2 separate regions of the Mus musculus genome follow, and region 2 is linked to region 1. Evidence: chromatin contacts called from public promoter capture Hi-C data. All regions are on one chromosome and are shown on one strand. Each heading gives the region's core, a stretch centred on a gene start, on an enhancer-like site or on the middle of the called end of the contact. The rest is flanking DNA. Distances are from core to core; before and after follow the strand shown.

Region 1 (7,001 bases), core at 1,553-4,052:
GCCAGTTGTGAGCCATCCATCAGGTGGGTAGGTTCCCTGGAAGAGCAGCCATTGCTCTTTACCACTGTGCCACCTCCCTGGCCTGTTTTGTGGTTTTGTTTTTGTTATTATTTAGGTACGGCCTCACTGGCCTGGAAATCACTCTGTAGACCAAGGTGGTCTTGAACTCACAGAGATCCTCCTGCCTCTAAAGGTATGTACCTACCCTTGAGCCTTGTTTTACATTTTTGTTGTTGTTGCTATTGGGTTTTTTTTTTTTTAAGAATTATTTATTTTATGTATGTGAGTACACTGTAACTGTCACACCAGAGAGGGCATCTACTCATGTAAAGTCAGTCAGTACCAGGGGAGTGCAAAGCGGGACGGATCTGTTAGGGGACTGTCTCCCTTACCAATCTGTCTCTTAGTAATACGAACTGTCAAAAGAATCGTTTCAATCAGAATGTGATTCCATCTTCATGAGATTGCTGCTGTGAGCTTTCCTGGGAACAAGCCTTAGCTCATTGAGCAAGGCTGATTTATGCAACCTCATATATTATCACTCGTCTGAGAAGCACAGAGCCTATTTGGAAAATGAAAATACCTGAGCATGACTGGAGGCATCCAGACAAGCAGGTCTGTGAGGTCCTGGGTCCTGAGCTGCCCCAACTACACACAGGAAGCTTGTGTGCATTTTCTAGGGCAGTCTCTCTCTGTAATAGCTAGAAGTAGAGCTATTACAAATTATTTAAAATCAAGGAAGAGTTCACACTTTAAAACTACAAGGCAAGTGTGAGAGCTGATATCCTAGGGATTTAGCCCTGATATCCAAACTATTTGATTGCTGAGAAAAAAAAAACAACTTAAATGTGGCTAAGGGCCTCAGCGGGACAGTGCTTAAAAGGCCCTGGATTAAGATGCTAATTGGCTTCTCTTTTTATTTCTTTTCTTTTCTTTTCTTTTCTTTTCCTTTCCTTTCCTTTCCTTTCCTTTCTTCCTTCCTTCCTTCCTTCCTTTCTTTCTTTCTTTCTTTTTTTTTTTTTTGAGACAGGGTTTCTCTGTGTAGCTCTGGCTGTCCTGGAACTCACTCTGTAGACCAGGCTGGCCTTGAACTCAGAAATCTGCCTGCCTCTGCCTCCCAAGTGCTGGGGTTAAAGGCATGCGCCACCACTGCCCATCCTAATTGGCTTTTCTTTAATTTTTGTCTTAGGGTTTTACTGCTAAGAACAGACACTATGACCAAGACAACTCTTATAGGGACAACATTTAATTGGGGCTGGCTTACAGGTTCAGACATTCAGTCCATTATCATCAAGGTGGGAGCATGGCAGTGTCCAGGCAGGCATGGTACAGTAGAAGCTGAGAATTCTACATCTTCATTTGAAGGCTGCTACCATAAAACTGCCTTCAGGCAGCTAGGATAAGGGCCTTAAAGCCCACACCCACAGTGACACACCTACTCCAACAGAGCCACACCTTCTAATAGTGACATTCCCTGGGCCAAGCATGTACAAACCATCACATTTTAAAATTCTTTTTAAGAATTATTTATGTATATGAGTACACTTTAGCAAGTGGGCATCAGATCCCATTATAGATGGTTGTGAGCCACCATGTGGTTGCTGGGAATTGAACTCAAGACCTCTGGAAGAGCAGCCAGTGTTCTTAACTGCTGAGACATCTCTGCAGCCCTGTTTAGGCTTTTCTAAAAAAAAATTCTTTTCACATTTGTCTGTCGTCTGTCTGTCTGTCTGTCTGTCTGTCTCTGTGTGTGCCCAACACTGCAGTCAGTTCTCTCTATCCACCATGCAGATCCCAGGAATGAACTCGGGTTACCAGGCTTGCTGTTAGCCCCTTGCCTGCTAAGGCGTACACCAGCCCTTTTTTGCTTACTTGCTATGAGGCAGAGGATGACCTTGAATCCAGTGCCTCTTGCTTTTCTGTCCCGTGTGTTGGGGTTACTGGCCTAAGCCACCACACCGACAGCCAGACTTAATAGGAGAGAAGAAAAGGAGCCCATTGCCTAACTGAAGACAACGGAGGCGGAGGAAAAGCCAACGGAAGAGCGAAAATGTTTCCCATTTCTCCTCTACTTTCTTCTGTTTGTCAAACCATGGGGAGGGTCCTCTATCCACCAAGTAACTCTCTGCAGATAGAGTGCCCTATAAATACTTCCTGTTGTCATTGGGGTTAAGAGTCAAATTCTGCAGCTTGAAGGCTGGCCTATTTTAGATGTCATTGGTTTATAACCATCGCTAACTCCAGCCCCAGGGGATCTGTTGTCCCTCTTCAGCCTCTTTGGGCACTGCATGCACATGGTACATAGACATACTTGCAGGTAAAACACCCATACATATAGAATAAAAATAAATAAGCTGGGTATGGTGGCACATACCTTTAGCCCACGCACTGGGGAGGCAGAGGCAGGTGACTCTTTCTGAGTTTGAGGTCAGCTTGGTCTACAGAGTAAGTTTCAGGACTGCTAGGGCTACACAGAGAAACTTTGACCAGAAAAAAACAAAATAAAATAAATTTTTAAAGTTTTAAAAATGAGCTCAAGGCATCATGGAAACATATTGGCTAACTAGCAAAGGTGATATGGTTAAGTCCCAAAGCTTTGAGCTACAGTAGCCAACGATCAATAGAGAAGGAGTTCCCTGGAGCTGACTCAGATATAGATAATATTCCATTCGTGCATTTATACAGGTCTCTTGATATAGTCTAAGCTGGCCTAGGACTCTCAATCTCCCCACACCAGCATCCTGAGTGCTGAGATTGGTGGGTTTGCACCACCACACTTGAGCAGAAATGGTTCATGCTTAAACTTTGATATTTGACACAGTAAAGATGGCTTTAAAGTATATTTGATGTGCTTGTCAGTTAGGAGGTTCTTTATAGTTTCCTGTTGTGCAGGAAGCTGTAGCCTGGTTAATGAGAGACAAAACATATGGGGGAAAACCAACTGCTAATGAGATGGGTCAGTGTGGCGTGCCTCTTCCCAGGCATCCAGGCCTTCTGCCATCTGATCCTGCTCTACATTCTCATGACTGTCTAGAAAGAAAGCTTTGCAGGGAGACAGATCCGATGAGTCTCCATCACACTGGTGACAAATAAGGAAACAAGAATGTGCCTGAAGACCAGCCCCTGCTCTCCAGACACCCACGCCTTGAAGGAGACTAAGTCAATAATCAGGATTTCTGTACTCAGAAACATGAGCAAGGTGTCAGTCTTGGTGGACATTCTCTTTGGGTGGACCCCTAGACTATCCTATCTTTACTTCAGGAGCCTCACTGGAGAATTGACTCCCAGTGCTAGCAAGGTCTATGACAGCTGTCTCTGCTTTGGCTGAAACTAAGAGACAGGGCTCTTGTGTGCCTCTTTTCTTCCCTCTGTAGACATTTCTTCTTTCAGTCACAGCTGGGGGACAGCTTAGTGGCACAGTGCCTGCCTAGCTAGTACCTGCGAGGCCCTGGCTTCCATCTTCAGCCACAGAACAACAAGCTAAGAACACTATAAATGCACAGGGGTTAATTTGGCTTGTTTCTGTATTTATAAGTACATTGTAATCATGACTTCTTGCGATTACCTGAAGAGAGCCTTGTAATTCAGTGCTCCTAAGCTCTGCAGTTAGATCTACCTAGATTCAAATCTCAGCTCTTTGATCCCGGGCAAATTACTTGGCTCTCTGTACTTCAAGGTCTTCTTCTATCAGAAAGGGTTAATAACATGGTTCCTCTGAAGACTGTGTGAGACAAAGTGCACGTCTAGACCATCACTCTAGGCTACGACACGGCACACACAAATAACATATCTATCTATAGATGCTGGTTTTCTTACTAAATATGCTGCTGTGCTCACCTGGCCTTGTGTTCTCTCTCCCCTCAGCTACACACATCACGCAAATGTACTTATTTTGCTAATTTAAAAATATTTGTTGTTGGTGGCTATCCTACTATTGATGTATTGATATATCAAAAGTTATAAGACAAAAATATCACCTAGAATCACTATGACCAGATACTATACTTTAAAAATTATTATTATTTTAAAGACAGGGTCTCACTGCCTCAAAGCTGGACTAGAATTCACTATGTAGCTTCAGATAACCTTAGCCTTCTTATCCTCCTGCTGACTCTCCTGAGTGCTGGGACTATGGGAACACTCCATGATGCCTGACTTGATCGACTGTCGATCAGTTCCCTCATCAAAGCCCTATCTAAGACACTTATTTCCAATTTGTTTCTAGTCTCAGATGCGCGTATTTAAAAACATTTTAAAAATTAAAGGCATAAGTAGTGTAGCATCACCTTTGTGGCTCACAGCCACCCCCAACTCTGGTTCTGAGGGACCCGATGCCCCTTTCTGGGTTCCATTGGCACCTGGCTCACATGTGGTGCACCTACCTACATTCAAGCCAAAGACTCATACACATAAATAAATCTAAAAAAAAAAAAAAGAATGTTGACAGTTTACCTTCAGATTTTTAATAAAAGCAGCAAGCACTGTAGATTAACTTAAAACATTAGTGTTCCCTCCTCTGTCCAATTTCCATTCCTTCTAAATGGGCTATGGCTATCATGGTTGTAAATGGGCTATGGCTATCATGGTTGTAAATGGGCTATGGCTATCATGGTTGTGGTATGTAAGAGAGGTGAGTACAGAGTCCAAAGCCTGTGTTTATTTATGGAGATGGTGTCATGACATATGTACAGTTCTGCAGTTTGCTTTTGTTCACCCCACATTGGTTCTGAATTCTGTCTGTAATCATTTGTCCTTTGGCAGAAATAAAGCCGGCCTCTTTACTTAGCTTCTCTCTCTCTGCTCCTGCTGTCCAGCTGTCCTTGGCTTTTCACTATTATAAATAGTGCTGTTGCAAAGAGTTCTTGCTTATTTGTTTGTTTCGTTGTTTTTGGACAGGGTTTCTCTGTGTAGCCCTGGCTGTCCTAGAATTAACTCAGTAGACCAGGCTGGCCTCGAACTCTGAGGTCAGCCAGCCTCTGCCTCCTCAGTACTGGGATTAAAGACATGCGCCACCACTGTTTGACAAAAAGAAAGTTATTTTTGTTCTTTTAAAAAAAAGATTTATTTTTATTTATGTGTGTGTCTGTGCTAAGCATATGCACATGTGTGTGTGCATTTACCCACAGAACAAGGCATTGGATCCCTTGGCACTGGTGTCTCTGTCTCTCTGTCTCTCTCTCCCTTCCTCCATCCCTCCCTCCCTCTGCACCCCTACTTTCCCCCTCTACCGGGTTTCTCTGTGTAGCCATGGTTGTCCCGGAATTCTCTCTGTAACCAGATTGACCTTGAACTCAGAGATCACCTGCTTTCCTGAGAGCTGGGATTATAGGTGTGCATCACTAACCGGCTTCCCTAACATTTCTTAGAGCAAGAGATAGGAACTTTTAACACACAGTGAAGGTTGCCAGTGCGCTTGGGGAGATGGGGGAGGAAGTTCCCAGGTGAGTGCTAGACTCCTCTTTTACAGAATATTACTTGATGCATTGGTTTCTCATCACGGTGCAAGATGTCAGTGTAGCACACAGGGTCAGGCTGACTAAAGAAAATGAGGCTAATCTGCAAGAGGCTTAATTATTAAAGTTCAAAGGACAAAGAAATGAGAATCTCTGGAAGAAGCCTTAAGGGAATTAGAGAGGTGGGGGTGGGGGTGGGGGTGGGGGTGGTGGTGGTGAGGGGCAGTCCAGGACTAAAGTCTGTTGAGGCAGTTAAAACAGTCCTGACAAGGGTTCTTCTGACAAGACAGCCTGAATTTGGCACAGGAGAGGGGGCTCGACTTCCTTCCCGAGGACAAAAATAAAAACTGGTACAAATGATCTTCACTCTTGTGAATTTCTTCCGGAATTGAAACTTCAAATGTCACGTTTGCTAATTAAAGAGGAAGTCTGGTTGACTTTTAAGACTATTAGTCCCCACCATCACTTACCACAGATCGTAAGTTGGTGGGGAGTGTGACGTTAGACAGCCAATAGTAAACGAAAGACTTTGCTTCCACGCTGTTATTTCTCAGCGTCTGTCCCTGGACCAAATCCCCAAATGGAGGATAAAGGAGTGGCCGAAGTGTAAACGCCAGTCTCCTCGGCTGGTTCGTGCAATACTGATGTGTTTTATAAAACCATAAGGCACTTTCCTAAAACGTGCCCAGGGAGGGAGCTGGTTAGCCTGCGTCCGGTTAAGCCCAGGCTGTCAGGCGTCCCGGTTTATTATTTGATGCCCGGGTCTCAGCAGCCGGCTGCACTTTCCGTGGCTGGCACCGGGGCCTGTGAACTTACTTTTCTCACCCACTGGTACGAGGCGTTTAGGGAAACCGGCGCTCCCGGGCTGGGGGCTTCCGACGCGAGCCCAGCGCAGGGCAGGTGGCCGCCCAGCCAGGCGGCGCAGGAAGCGGCCCGTGGGGCGGAGCGGGCGGCGGGTAGCAAGGCCGCGGGCGCCCCGCCCGGGCTGGTATGCGGCCGGGAGTGACGCGGGAGGAGGGGTCACGTGACGCCCGTGGAATGCCAACAATGTAGCGAATGTCCCGCTCGGGTCTGCGCTTCGGAACCGCGGCGTGAGCGCCCCGGGAAGATGGAGCCGCCGCCGCCAGCGCCGCCGCCGCTTCCCCGGGCTCCCCCGACCCTCCGGGGTCAGCAACCACTGCCGCCACCGGCGCCCGGTCTCCCGGCGCGCGAGGTCCCGGAGCCGCGGGCCAGGACGCCGCCGAGGGTGTAGAGCGCTCCCGGAGGTGAGGGGCCGCGGCCGGGAAGTTTGTCGGGACAGGGCTCCGCCCGGTCCCACGGGCGAGCTGCCCTGCGGGACAGGGACAACCCGTCCGCTGGGTCCCGGGCGGGTGCGGAGCAGCGGGTGGCGGCGGCGGGGCGGCTTTGTTGTGCTCGCGCGGCGGCGTCCGGAGGCCCAGACCCCGCGTCCCGCGGCGCCGACCCCGCCCAGCCTGGGCCTCCGTGCGCCGCGCCGTCCACCACGCGCGCTCGCGGCCTTGCGCGCTGCACCTCTGGCCCTCGGCGGCG
Region 2 (7,196 bases), core at 2,967-5,466, 3.0 Mb before region 1:
TTGCTTTTTAACTCTTTAGAGAGAGTGAGCTTGCAAGCATGCATGCTGGAGAGCCGATGGCTTGACTGGATAGCTAGAGGAAGGAGGGGAGAGCAGAAGGTGACTATGCCTTGGTATGGGGCCAAGGGTATGAAAGACATATCAGAAGACCCTGAAAAGCTTACAAAGTGAAATGCAAAAGATGCTGCTTAATAGCCACATGGGCATGATGCTCACGGTGCACACATTGGCTCATCTTCTGTACTTTTTAAAAAAAGACTTATTTATTTATTATATGTAAGTACACTGTAGCTGTCTCCATGCACTCCAGAAGAGGGCATCAGATCCCATTACAGATGGTTGTGAGTCACCATGTGGTTGCTGGGAATTGAACTCAGGACCTTTGGAAGAGTAGTCAGTGCTCTTAACCGCTGAGCCATCTCTGCAGCCCCTTCTCTACTTATCTTGATGCAGTGGACTCAGGATGAAACAAAACACCCACCAGGCCATGGCTGCAGAAAGGATGTCCAGTCTGAGCTAGACCACAGGGCCTGCCCTCATCAGGGTTAATGATACGGTTCTCTGTAGGAACCAGATAGCTACTTGTGGTAAGCTTATTACAATGGACATTTTTATAAAAGAAGTGGGCAATGATTTGTCCTCCCTGAAAAAGCCACTTGTGCTGGACACAGATTATTCATGCCCCTCTCTGGCCTCACCAGAGGCTCCCAGACAGCCATGGCATCTCCTAGATGCCACCTAGAACTTCCCAGTGACTGGGTCACATCTAACACCACCTCAATGTAACTCAATTGCCTAGGAAACCCGGGGACACACCCTGGTGCTGCCATGATACCCTGCAGGGGCACATGCTGTGAACCTGTGACTCATGTCACCGAGGGATGCTAAGCCACAGCTGGAAACCATGGGTAAACACAGAAGCAGCTACTCTCTTACTCCACAGCGCACTTGCAAAACATTTTCCTCCCAGAAGCACTGCTCTGGCAAAACGGAATTTCATCTCCAAAAGAAGTCCTTCCATGGCACATCCCAGTTCTAGCCACAGAGTCAGACAAAGCCGGAGCTAGTCATTTCGAGTTCCTCTTGCGTCAGGGAAATGAACACCCGTGGGAACTGTGGGTGGCCTTTGTGGTCACTAACACTGAGGATACTCGGTAGGACTCATAGAGCAGCCTCATATCCATCTTCTCTTTGTTTGCCTTACTCCAAGCTACTATACGTGCTTTGTTCCTTCGTTCTCTCTGATTTTAATCTTTTTTATTCATCTTTAGGATTTTCAGGCGAACCTGGAAATCACAGTGAGGCCCAAGCTAATTTGGCTAACTTGGCCTCCTGAGATTACAGACATTGCACCACCACATACATAGGCCATTCTCCCTTCCAAAGCACAAATCAGGAGCCACCGCCCTAGACATCCTATGACATATCTGTGCCCTCAGACGCTCAACACACACACACACACACACACACACACACACACACACACAAAGAGGTTTTGCTTTTCTTTTGTTTTTCAAGACAGGATTTCTCTGTGTTGTCCTGGCTGTCCTGGAACTTGCTCTGTACACCAGGGTGTCCCCAAGCTCCGATCCACCTGCCTCTGCCTTCCTAGGGCTGGGATTAAAGGGGTGTTCTACCACATCCAGCTCTGTCTTGTTTTTAATTGGAGCACAAACTTGAACCCACCATTTTCCAATTGGCAATGGGTCCACATCGTACTCAGAAGCCCTGGTCCTCAGGAATGAGTTGCCTTCCATTTAGCTACTACCCCTGACCACAGTGCCCTCTTCTGTCCATGTCTCCTGAGCACAGTCACTCTGATCTCCTTGCTAACCTTGGTGGAACATCTGCTGCTGCTCCAGGGGACCTCACTCACTCTTCCTCATCACCCAGGTTCTGGTGACTACTCAGGGTCACTCCTGCCCCTTCCTGTCCTCCCCCACCCCTCCTCATTTTCTTGCGAGCACTAGTGACTTAGGGAATCCTACCAGGAAGCCATTCAAATGCTGGAGTGTACAGTACCCCTCTGTATCCGAGGGTCCTTTGGATGACAAGCTCCTCTGTGGATACTCAAGCCCCTTTACTTAAAATAGTTGCCTTAGCATATAACATATACATTCTCCTGAATACTCGCAATCATCTCTAGATGACTCACAAAACTTGTACAATGTAAACAGCATGTGCACACTTGCTCAAGTCTAGTGCGTAGGTCATGAAAAGGGTGGAGCTGGAACACGGAGCATGTGAGACCCTGGGTTCATGCTCAACGGAGAGGAGTCTGGGCATATTCATTGAAGATATAACTCTTCTCACTATTTCCAGTGGATTAACTGTGTAAATGGTATAGGTATAGCAGTGTAGGTTTGGCCATGGGCATACCCCACCTTGCTGTCTTCTCCTTCACGATGCCCCTGTCCTAGCCAACAGTTCCCTGCCAATCATTCCCCTCTCACAGAGCTTTAAGGGATGGAGGAGCTCTGTCACCTCTGGGTGTCACCTCTGGGAGCGAGGCCTACCCTTCTCCTGTACTAACACTGACGGCAGGGGGCTAAACCCCTGTCCAAATGCGGAGCCCACAAACGGACTCCCAGACCTTGACCTTGCCCCACCACCTACACCATGAACAGGCCACTGGGCTCAAGTGGCTGGAGATTCCCTCCTGGGATCCTGACTCTTGCAAGTACAACTGGAGAGTAGAGTAGGGCAGGCTAGCCTTTCCCCTTCTCCTGGTGGAACCATGCCCAACCTTCTGTGACTACCAGGAGCTATCGTATTATCCTCAATGTTTTATATGGGAGCACCCAACACCTTCCTAATTCATTCCCCCCTTTTTTTCTCCCTCTCCCTCTCTCCCTCTATGGTTTTTCTAGATGAGGCTTTTCTGTATAGCCCCGGCTGTTCTAGAACTAGCTCTATAGATCAGACCGGCCATAAACTCAAAGATCTGTCTAAGTGTTGGGGTTAAAGGCGTGTACCACCACGCCATCTTTTCTTTTTCCTTTCAATTCAGAGTCTCACGTAGCCCAAGTTAGCCCCACACTTGTAACTGAGGAGGACCCTGAACTTCTGGTTTTCCTGCTTCCATCTCCCAAGTACTGAGACTCCCGGCATGTTCCACTCTGCGCCGTTTTACATTAGGGTTTAAGCTCAGGGCTTTGTGAGTGCTGGGCCAGCACCCCACCAAATGAATGCACCCCAACACCCTTTTTTCTTAAACTAGTCAGTTAGTTTTACTGTTTTCAAACAAAGAACCCTAAGAGGTTTGTCTCTGTTTTTCTTTATAAATTAAAAAAAAAAAGTCACATAGACCATGAAACAGGCTTCTTGGCTGTATGTGAAGGCTGAGGAGAGACCCCCTCTGTTCCTCATAACCTAGTGTTTTCCATGCCTTTCTGATCCTTGTTGGTATCTGAGCACATGCAGGCATGATAGACATCGGGACAATTCGCTAAAGCACTTTTGATTGACCTGAACCCCCAAATGATGGTGGCATCCCTGCTCCAGACCCCTAATTGTGACCTAGATGGAAACACGGTCTTTGCAGGTGGCGAGTTAGGATGAGGGCCTTGGGGTGGGGAAGGGGCCCACTTGAGACGGATGTCCTTACAAAAGAAGGCACATTTGCAACAGGGCGAATGTCACAGAGTGTGCAGGTGGAGACAGGCTGCATGGGCCAGCCAGGGAGCCCTGAGGCTGGCAGAAGCCAGGCGAGGTTCAGCTCCCCATTCCTGCATCCTCAAAAAACCAAAAAACTACCCTCCACACCAGAACCTTAGGTCTCTAGCCTGGTCATCGGTTTACCCTGGCATGGCTCTGCAGCAACTCAAGAGACATGCAGACTTGACAGGAGTTTGAAATCCTGAGTAACCCAGATAATAACTTCCACACTGCCCTGGCCACAAGATGGGAAAAGTGCAGAATCCCTTGGTGCCTCAGGCTCCCTGGTCCCAGACAAAAGATTCCAGGAAGCCCCAAGACTCACCATTGGATGTTTTCATCTGCCGTCGCCGCCCCACGCGGTCCAGCCCGATGGGAGTGCTCTGAGAGAAGGTGAAGGGCCGGAGGCGGGCAGACACAGCCTTGTAGGGTGGAACTTGGTGTGCAGGCACAGGAGGCCTGGCTGCTGGCTGTGAAAGGAAGTGAGAAGCTGTGAGAAGGTGCCAGGAAGTCTCAGCTCCTGCGAGCCACAAAACAGTTCTGTGTTCTCGCCTTGAAGCCACTGGCAGATGTGGAGTGTCTTCTTCAAACCCCCGCCAGCAGCTGTATGCTGCACCAAGCTCTGTAGCAATAGGCTGTTCTAAAGTTCCAACAGGCAGCTTCAAAGCTGGCTCTGTCACACTTCTTCCTACTTGTGAGAGACATGCCGGTGGGGAACAGGGAGAGAAAGAGAGGCCTCTGAGGGAGAGGAAGGCTGAGGCAGCAGCAGAGCTGTGAGCGACAGTTAGGAAAGCACGGTGACCATAGCAGCATCCGAGGATGCAAGGGCAGGACCACAGCACACAGGCATGGTCACAGATCTCCAGTGACAGCTTTTATTTAAAAAGAACTTATTTAGGAGGCTGGAGAGGAGGCTCAGGATTAAGAGTGCTAGCTGTTCTACCAGAGGACCTGGATTTAATTCCTAGCACCTACATGGCAGCTCACAACTATTTGTAACTCCAGTCCCAGGGGATCTGACACCCTCACACTGGCATACATGCAAGCAAAACACCAATGCTCATAAAGTTAAAATAAATAATTCACTAAAATTGTTTTTTATCTTACATAGTTTGGGTGTATGAGAGAGAGGGGGAGAGAGAGACAGAGAGACAGAGACAGACAGACATATGAGTGGGTACCTGCAGAGGCCCAAAGAGGGTGTCTGATCCCTTTGTACTGCAGTTAAAGGTGTAAGTGAGCTGCTTCATATGGGTGTTCTATAAGAGGAATAAGAACTGTCTCCCCTACTAATGAGCTGTCTCCCCTCCTGGGCTTTTTAGGGTGTATACTAGGGTCTCACTTTGTAGACCAGGCTGGCCTCAATCCCCCAAGTTCTCTGCCTCAGCATCCTGAATTCTAGAATTATAGGCACAAGCACCATGTCTGGGGCACAATACTATTTTGACGATCCGAAACAAAGTGTGTTCTAAGTATCTCTGACTATCCTTGCCTCAACTGTGCCTTGCATTTAGATACATTACAGTTTGCTTTAGTTTAGTTAGAAATATTTCCCAACAAGTGGAGCACCTGAAAACAAAAGGATCTTAAAGACCTTGTCATATCTTTAACTTCACTTTTGCTTGTGTCTTTTGCTTGTCTCTGAGGCATGGTCTCATAACCCACAATAGTCTCCCTTGGCTGAACGGACTTGAATTCCTCACCCCCCCCCCCACTTCCTTCTCACAAGAGCTGGGGTCACAGCTGTGTGCCACCACACTGGCCTTATAACTTTACTTGAAGAATTCAACTCAACTGACTTAAGCAAGGGTTTTAGAGTGTTTGCTACAAGCAGGACATTGTGCTGAGCTTGGCAGGAAAAACTTTAACACACAGCCCAAGCCCAATATAGAATTTCTCCCCCCACCCCCGCCCCAGAGAATTTTACAGGTAATTTAAGAAAGCACCTCGCAGGTTTTCAATATGAAACTGAGCATATAAGTTATTATATAAACTATTCCATGACCGTATGAGTATGCTCATGAGTTAGTTGGCACAGCTAAGCAAAGAAGTTTGACTTTCACCAAGATAGAGCCTTTACATGAATATTCCATAACCTTAAAGTGCTCACTAGGCACTTAAGAAATCCTTGCCAGATGTGCTGGGGGCCAATGGTGTTGATGGTCTAACCTGCAACCCAAAAGCAGAACAAGGCAAGGTGGTGTTGCTTTATGGTAGAGAGCTCGCCCAGGATGTTCCGAGCCTGGGTCCGTTCTAGGAATGGTTGGTGATTAATCACTGGGGACAGACGTGATTTTAGAAGACAGAGAAGTTAGTTCTCCTCTCATGGTCCTCTGCTTTGTTTTGGGGGATGGATGGGAGGAACACAGGTCTTCCTGCATGAAGACAAATGCTATCACTGAGCTACATCCACCCCGCCAACCCCCCACCCCAGTCCCTTCTCTTTCATCTTTACTTTGTTCCTATGTTTGCATTCTAATAACGGACCACTTAAGTCTTTCGAAAATCACTCCCCTCAGGAAGTAAACCAGATAAAGCCAGGCTATGGCCCCCCCGGCTCAGGTCTCAGGGCTTTTCAGACTAATGGCAAGTCTGTGCTGTGAGCTGAGGCTCCAGGAAAGGAGAATAGAAAGCAGATGATGAGAGAGCGGACTGTTAGTGTGGATCCAAGTAGGTTTCAAAGTCAGGAAGAAAAGGAGTGAGGAGGTATGTCCCCCTCCAGAAGGAAAAGCAGTGTCCAGTTTAGTCTGCAGGGAGGACAGAGGCAGGGAGCTGAGCGTCTCTGCTGGCCATGGTTGAAGAAACCAGCTCTTACTTGGACCAAGAGGTTCTCCACATCCTCTACCTGGGTGTTGCCATAGAAGCTGACCCCTCCAATCACAGATATAGGTCGCCTTCTCCGGCCTCCCCTGCAAGAGCCTGAGGGGGCGCATGGATCCTGGCTGGTGGTAGTCACACTTGCTGGGTGCATCCTGTCCACGTGGTCCTCATCTGGAGGGTCTGCAGCAATGGCATCTTCAGGAATGGACAAGCTTCTGCCGGCCAGCTGGCCATAGTCAGACAGTGGTCGTGGCCGGGTGCGGCGTCCCGAGCCCCACCTCCTCCTGGAGATTCGAGGCGCCTCATTCTGCTCCTCCTCCAGGGCTGAGCCCTGCGGCCAGTCATCCTCAGTCACCAGGACCTTTGCAAATGAACAGGCTGAGTGAGCTCAGAGATCCAGGCAGGTGTGACAACGGAGCAGATGCCTGCTGTCCCCTCCCACTCTGCAGAGCTATAGACAGCGAGGACACAATCAACCGTGGATTAAATGAGCCGAACTTTACTCCAGACTGAATTAACTCTGCAGTTTCAGAGATCTTTGGGGGACCAAGACAAGTTACAGTGAGACATTAAGAATGCCAGCAGGTCTACAATAATAAAAATGAATATACGACTAAGGTAGACGTTCCCCAAATATGCTTCGGAGCAGGAGGTTAGCCACAGCAGCCAGAAGTGACCATATAATAAGTTAAATGTGTAACAAGATCTACATCTTCTTT

What was found. Promoter capture Hi-C pulls out the DNA fragments that hold promoters and counts their contacts.
Region 2: a contact with region 1 is called in a promoter capture Hi-C map of pre-B cells, with 2.7 times the contacts expected there. The contact joins two enhancer-like sites. A contact is called at or near these places in 2 of 39 promoter capture datasets (liver and pre-B cells).

What each region holds. Positions count from the first base shown.
Region 1 is chr14:57,745,607-57,752,607 of GRCm38.p6, reverse strand. Gm52140 reads right to left here. Exons shown (of 3, transcript XM_030248241.1): 2 at 6,270-7,001. The coding sequence ends at 6,296. Lats2 (large tumor suppressor 2) reads left to right here and starts at 6,485. Exons shown (of 8, transcript NM_015771.2): 1 at 6,485-6,718. Within about 2 kb of position 2,802, at least 18 of the 459 cell types and tissues checked have an H3K27ac peak or open chromatin away from gene starts, as enhancers often do. A contact at or near this core is called in pre-B cells, where this site is marked.
Region 2 is chr14:60,706,356-60,713,551 of GRCm38.p6, reverse strand. It overlaps Spata13 (spermatogenesis associated 13), which reads right to left. Exons shown (of 13, transcript NM_001033272.2): 3 at 6,473-6,838; 4 at 3,983-4,127. Among named protein-coding and RNA genes, the nearest start is that of Gm41165, 26 kb to the right of the region's middle. Within about 2 kb of position 4,216, at least 90 of the 459 cell types and tissues checked have an H3K27ac peak or open chromatin away from gene starts, as enhancers often do. A contact at or near this core is called in pre-B cells, where this site is marked.